Linked DNA regions of Bombyx mori: region 2 is linked to region 1. Evidence: chromatin contacts called from public Hi-C data. All regions are on one chromosome and are shown on one strand. Each heading gives the region's core, a stretch centred on a gene start, on an enhancer-like site or on the middle of the called end of the contact. The rest is flanking DNA. Distances are from core to core; before and after follow the strand shown. Region 1 overlaps LOC101742298 (protein 4.1 homolog). Region 2 overlaps LOC101742298 (protein 4.1 homolog).

The links. A called contact is a pair of places that touch in the nucleus more often than the background predicts.
Region 2: a Hi-C map of midgut shows a contact between it and region 1, with 1.7 times the contacts expected there. The contact joins two enhancer-like sites. A contact is called at or near these places in 2 of 7 Hi-C or Micro-C datasets (midgut and whole pupa).

What each region holds. Positions count from the first base shown.
Region 1 is chr20:12,052,223-12,055,182 of ASM3026992v2, reverse strand. It overlaps LOC101742298 (protein 4.1 homolog), which reads left to right. Exons shown (of 16, transcript XM_062674419.1): 4 at 387-503; 5 at 1,295-1,478; 6 at 1,569-1,721; 7 at 2,300-2,485. Among protein-coding and RNA genes, the nearest start is that of LOC101740055, 49 kb to the right of the region's middle. Within about 2 kb of position 1,437, at least 3 of the 8 cell types and tissues checked have open chromatin away from gene starts, as enhancers often do.
Region 2 is chr20:12,095,212-12,098,171 of ASM3026992v2, reverse strand. The region is part of intron 1 of LOC101742298 (protein 4.1 homolog); the gene reads left to right. Among protein-coding and RNA genes, the nearest start is that of LOC101742298, 15 kb to the left of the region's middle. Within about 2 kb of position 1,506, at least 5 of the 8 cell types and tissues checked have open chromatin away from gene starts, as enhancers often do.

The DNA of each region.
Region 1 (2,960 bases), core at 188-2,687:
TTTGAGCCCCGTGAGCTCACCTACACGTTAGGGTGAACCTGAAATAGCCTCTCAAGGCTATCAGCATAGGTAGGAAAAAAAATGAACGTGGCTTCCAAATTGTATATGCTTATGTTACACCACATTGGTTCGCATCACTAGTTTGCTATTGCGGTCTGAACCGCTTAAAGGTTATGGATGTTGGTTTTCTATTGTGACCGCGGCATCGGGGTGTGTCGTAGTTCTGTTATCACCGATGCATTTTAGCTTGTCTAACACATTTGCAACTGTACGTAGTCAAAGAAATACGGCTCCCAGTCGCGCTAAACAATTGAATGATAGTTGTTTGGGCACTTTAAATCCATTAAATCTAAGTTTGAATTATTTCTTAATTCGATTTCTTACAGATGAACCGTGGTTCTTAAGGTTCGCCGTAAAATTCTACCCACCGGAGCCAGCGCAGCTGCAGGAAGAATTAACGAGATACCAGCTTGTTTTGGCGGTTCGCAGGGATCTACTTGATGGTTTGTGATGATGATGATCAATGATTTAAATCTATTCTAAAGTATATGTATGTATATATTGTTACTGGTGGTAGGACCTCTTGTGAGTCCGCACGGGTGGGGTACCACCACCCTGTCTATTTCTGCCGTGAAGCAGTAATGCGTTTCGGTTTGAAGGGCGGGACAGCCGTTGTAACTATACTGAGACCTTAGAACTCATATGTTTAGGTGGGTGGTGGTTTCCGTTGTAGATGTCTATGGGCTCCGATAACCACTTAACACCAGGTCGGTTGTAAGCTCGTCCACCCATCTAAACAATAAAAAAAAAATAAAAAAAGATAAAATACATGAGTAAACTGATATCTTTACACTATGTTAATAAATAGTTCATGTGTATTCACACCACCACACCGCACCACACACCACACCACACCACACACCACACCACACCACACTCCACACCACACCACACCACACCACACCACACCACACCACACCACAAATATGTCACAAAGACATTTTACTAAGTAAGCGGACACAAGATGTAATACACTGTTGCTTAACGCGCGATAAAAAGTATCTTTATTTAATGAATTCTTTTTTTTGTCAACCCCCGATTTTACTATCCATAGAATATTTGTATCGCGGGGCTTTAAATAAAATCCATTATTAAGTACAAAAAGATATATCTCACAATTTATTTTCCTTCAAAGTGTTGGGTCTTGGATTGAAAAGTACATCCACAGCAAAAGAGAACGGGGAAGTAATAATAAGTAATGTGACGAAGGCTTTGAAGCTAAGTTTGTCTCCAGGTCGCCTACCCTGTTCGTCAGTAACGCACGCACTACTGGCCAGCTACCTTCTCCAATCTGAACTTGGCGATTATGAGGATACGGAAGTCGGTGCCGGTCTGTGCAAGCAACTCAAGCTGGTCCCACCGTCATCTTGCACTCAGGAGTTAGAGGAAAAGGTCGTAGAACTACACAAGACACACAGGTAGTTTGCATAGTGCCATAGTCGAGTACCTTTGTGATAAGTCAAGTCAAAGACCCCAATATTTCTATTTAAACTATCATTGTATTACAGGGGTCAGACACCGGCGGAGGCCGAATTGAATTATTTGGAGAATGCGAAGAAGCTCGCCATGTACGGGGTAGACCTCCATCCAGCCAAGGACTCGGAGAATGTCGATATCACGCTAGGAGTTTGCTCGTCTGGTCTTCTTGTGCATAGAGAGAAGTTAGTGCGTTATTGAACGAGACTATATTTTTGGATAAGTCTGCGATCTAGCACAAGTTGTGTAAAGGACTAAAGGCTTCGTCAAACTGAACGCGTAATTAGAGCGCGTCAGAGCGCTAAACTATCGGCGTGCTATGACGCCGAGGTGTGTTGTACTACTATGGTAACATACCGTCAAACAGAGCCCCAGCGCTATAAGTACGCAACGCTATGTCGCGGCGTTAGGACGCTTTGACGTCAGGCGTTGTAATTTTTTACAAATTTCATTTTAGCGTCGGAGTGAATGTGTGCTAAAATACTGGATAATTCCCGAAAAATTGAAAGAAATAGTTAGAAAATACCCATGCTTATACAATGCCAGATCTGAATCACTCGACATCTTAATACTTTTAAATTTTCAGACTGCTATAGAAAGGCACTATGATTTGGCAAATGCGTTGCGTCAAGGAGCGTAAGGCTTATCTAGTCAATTGGTGTGACATGAAAAGAGCGCGACGTTAAAACGCAGCGCTAAGTACGCGTTCTGTTTGATGAAGCCTTAAAGGTTTGAACCAAGTATCCCCCTTTCTCTCGTGCAGGCTCCGCATAAATCGGTTCGCGTGGCCGAAAATCCTGAAGATCAGCTACAAACGGCACAACTTCTACGTGAAGCTGCGGCCGGGCGAGTTCGAGCAGTTCGAGTCGACGGTCGGCTTCAAGCTCGCCAACCATCGCGCCGCCAAGAAGCTGTGGAAAACATGTGTAGAACATCATACGTTCTTTAGGTAAATATGTTATTTTTGGAACGAAGCTCCTTATGGGACGATGCGGAGGGGTACCTACCTAACCGGGAAAAAACGTCCGTAACGTAAGATTTTTAGAATACATGTACTTAATGGATAGGCTAATATTTATTTGAGTATTGGACTCCCTACGCCAGTTGCGGGGGCGTTAATGATGAGAATCTTTGTGGGGGTGAGAAAGAATAATGTTAATTTTAAATGTCCAGCGAACCAATCGGGTACAGCTAGTGTATTTATAAAAGGGAAAGAGTTTGCTAGGAATAATAATCTCTTCTGCCTCACTCAATTTTTCCGGATCCGGACATCGATTTGGGAGCTGGGGAAAGGGACCAGAGGCTACGCTTTGTGCGTCGCACTCCACGGCTTACTCTGATTCTCAAGAACGACTGGTTTTTTATGGTCCTGCAATATTCCAAGAGTTCTTTTAATCGTTACTTCGAGAGTTCTTTAGTATCCG
Region 2 (2,960 bases), core at 257-2,756, 43 kb before region 1:
TAAGTGGTTACTGGAGCCCAGAGACATCTACAACGTAAATGCGCCACCCACCTTGAGATATGTTCTAAAGTCTCAGTATAGTTACAACGGCTACCCCACCCTTCAAACCGAAACGCATTACTTCTTCACGCCAGAAATAGGTGGGGCGGTGGTACCTACCCGCGCGGACTCACAAGAGGTCCTACCACCAGTATGTACGTACATGTTAGAATTTTCAAGGATCTTTTGTGTTAGCTGACTACATTACTATAACGAGATAACGAGTAGTAGTTCGTATCATCATTCTCATAGACAATTTGTTGGAGTCATTTAAGTACGAAAACAGAAAGCGGTTCCCTGTGTATATCCATCTTTTTTTTTCTTCTCTTCCGTTCCATTCCAATCTTCTATTCCACTGCAAATGCTCGATGAAGCTATTGGAGATATACTTATTCTTTTACCTTCGTGCACGTCAACACCGGAGTAAGGAATGTCATCGCTGTCTACTTTTGTTGGGTCGCAGAATTATGATTTCTCCAGAACGATGGAATTATTCAAGCAAGTTTTAAGGAATTGTTTAGGAAATAATGTAAGTAAGTAAATAATTACCGGTTTCAATTTGTCAGTCGCAATGCAATTGTGACTGGCCCTAAGCGGCTCAAGATGGCCAACGACAGTCACTCAGTGTTGACTCTGATAGCTGCCAAACACTAGCTGAGATGAGAGATCGGTTTGGTCATCTAAGGAAAATGCATCCAAAATCCATCCATAGCATAGCTAATTAATATAAATGTGTGACCAAACGGAAAAATAAGATTATACATACGTTCATGACTCAACACTTGATAGTAGAATATTTTAATCCTCTTTCCTGAATATAACATTTAATGTTATAATACGGTAATAATAATTGAATATTCATAAAAATTATTGAACTTTTTGACTGATTGATGTAATTAATGAGTGTTTTTAATAGTTCTCGTGGCTCGAATGGATTTTTCAACTTTGGTCAACCACAAAGTTGTTCTATACATGAGGTGATTATGGACTATAATTACCGAATAACATCAGGTTAACCTTCAGATCGATTTGCAAAATACACAAAACCAAGTTAAAAGTCCTTCAAAAAATAAACATGTCATTGAAAGCTAATCAGTGAGGTACCCGACGTTCCTATGGATCAGCGGATGCCAGGGTCACAGACACGCTTTAAAGAGGTTTTCATTTTATGTCCTCCAAAGAATCGTTTCATTTTGTCTGTTCTTGATATAATAATTTTTATTATGTTCACAAGTGTTCACGGTTGGGTGTAGCCCCTTACAGATTTGTGGCTGTGTTAAGATCGCTTGCCAAGACGATAGGGTGAGTTAATTTGAAAAAAAATCGCATTAATTTTGGCTGGTTTTAAACTCGTTTCTCCCTAATAACGCGGCCATAAAACCGATTCCCCTTTAAATGACGAGCGCTTATTATAATGGCGTGATGTCACCGCTTCGGTTAAACTGACTTATAAATAATGGTACATTTCAAAACCGGTCGTGGTGCGTTGTGAGTCTTTTATTATTTGTCCGGCTTAACTTTCTCGTTTTCTTAGCGGCGCGGCGGTTACATTTTGAAATGCGACTTGACCTTAAACGGTGAAGTCCGAGAAATTCTCGTGAATTATTCAAGTTTGTTGGTTTTCATTTTGCACGCGTCTGTTTATTGATTGAAGTTGTTAGAGATCGTGTGTCCCGATTCGAAGCTGATGATTGATGGTTCGATAATTATAACCCAACTTCTACCGATAATGTTGAAGATAAAGAAGTTGATTCGTATACCCCATAAACTTGTAACCTGCACATTTTAGTTGGAAATTTTATTTAAATACAAAGGATACGTCAATTTTTTCCAGAAATAGCCATATTTTTTACGAATTGCAAATAAAACTTGTTCTTTTAAAAACCTTTTCTTATTATTGTGCGTAGCTTCACGTACTGCTGCGCCAAGATAAGGCACGTCTTTAAACTGCACCCGTGATTATATTTTTAGTCACAATTATAAATCTGCATTATCAGTGTTTTGATTAATGTTAACTATTCTGTGAATTATTTGTGTGATTTCGAAATTATACGGGTATGCATATTCTGACCATCAGTATCATCAATTCAGTTTAGTTAACAAGAATAGATCTAATGCCGGATTGTGCAGCTTAGTCCCCCTTGAGGTCAGGCAAGGCCGGACTTTCCGCCGTCATAGATACTGAGTCTCCAAGAAATGTGGGTGTGGCGGAGAATGCTACGAATACCGCGGACTGCCATGAGAACTAACGAGTTCGTTCTATACTCGTAATAGAGCTAAACATCCGAAAAAGACTGCCATTTGATGGGAACGTGTTATGAGCTTCTTCGGACACATCATGCGGTCTCCCGGACATGAATTAGAGAAGCTCATAATTTCGGGTCGCATAGATGGCAAGCGCGCCGTGAGCACCATAAGATGGTCAGATCTGGTAAAGGAAGCGGTTGGTGATAGTCCAATATAGTCCATGCGGTCCATACCACCCATGATCGAACACTGTGGAGAAAAGTCACATGTGGTCGCGATCCTCAGTAGTGAGAGAACGATGAAGAAGAGAGAAGAAACACTGACTATTAAGACCTCACAGAACCGCAAGTATTCTCATGAAGCTGACATTCCTAAAAGATGTCTAATAACCAGATGAAATATTAATAAATTACAGAAGATGCACAAATGCTGTTTCTGCAATTATCATACGAGGAGAATCCCAATAATTCAGTGTCACAATAAGTCTGGTATCGAATACTCGCAGGAATCGCGTGACAGTAATGACGATCAGCCATCACGCGAGCAAACGTGCGCGCCCGCTGTACCGATTGGAATTTCATAGTTATATCGATAATTCTTTGGTGAGACTGTTACTTACGGCTTTAGTAAGTCTTGTCTTTATTCAAATGTTTCTTTAAGGATAAGGACTCTAG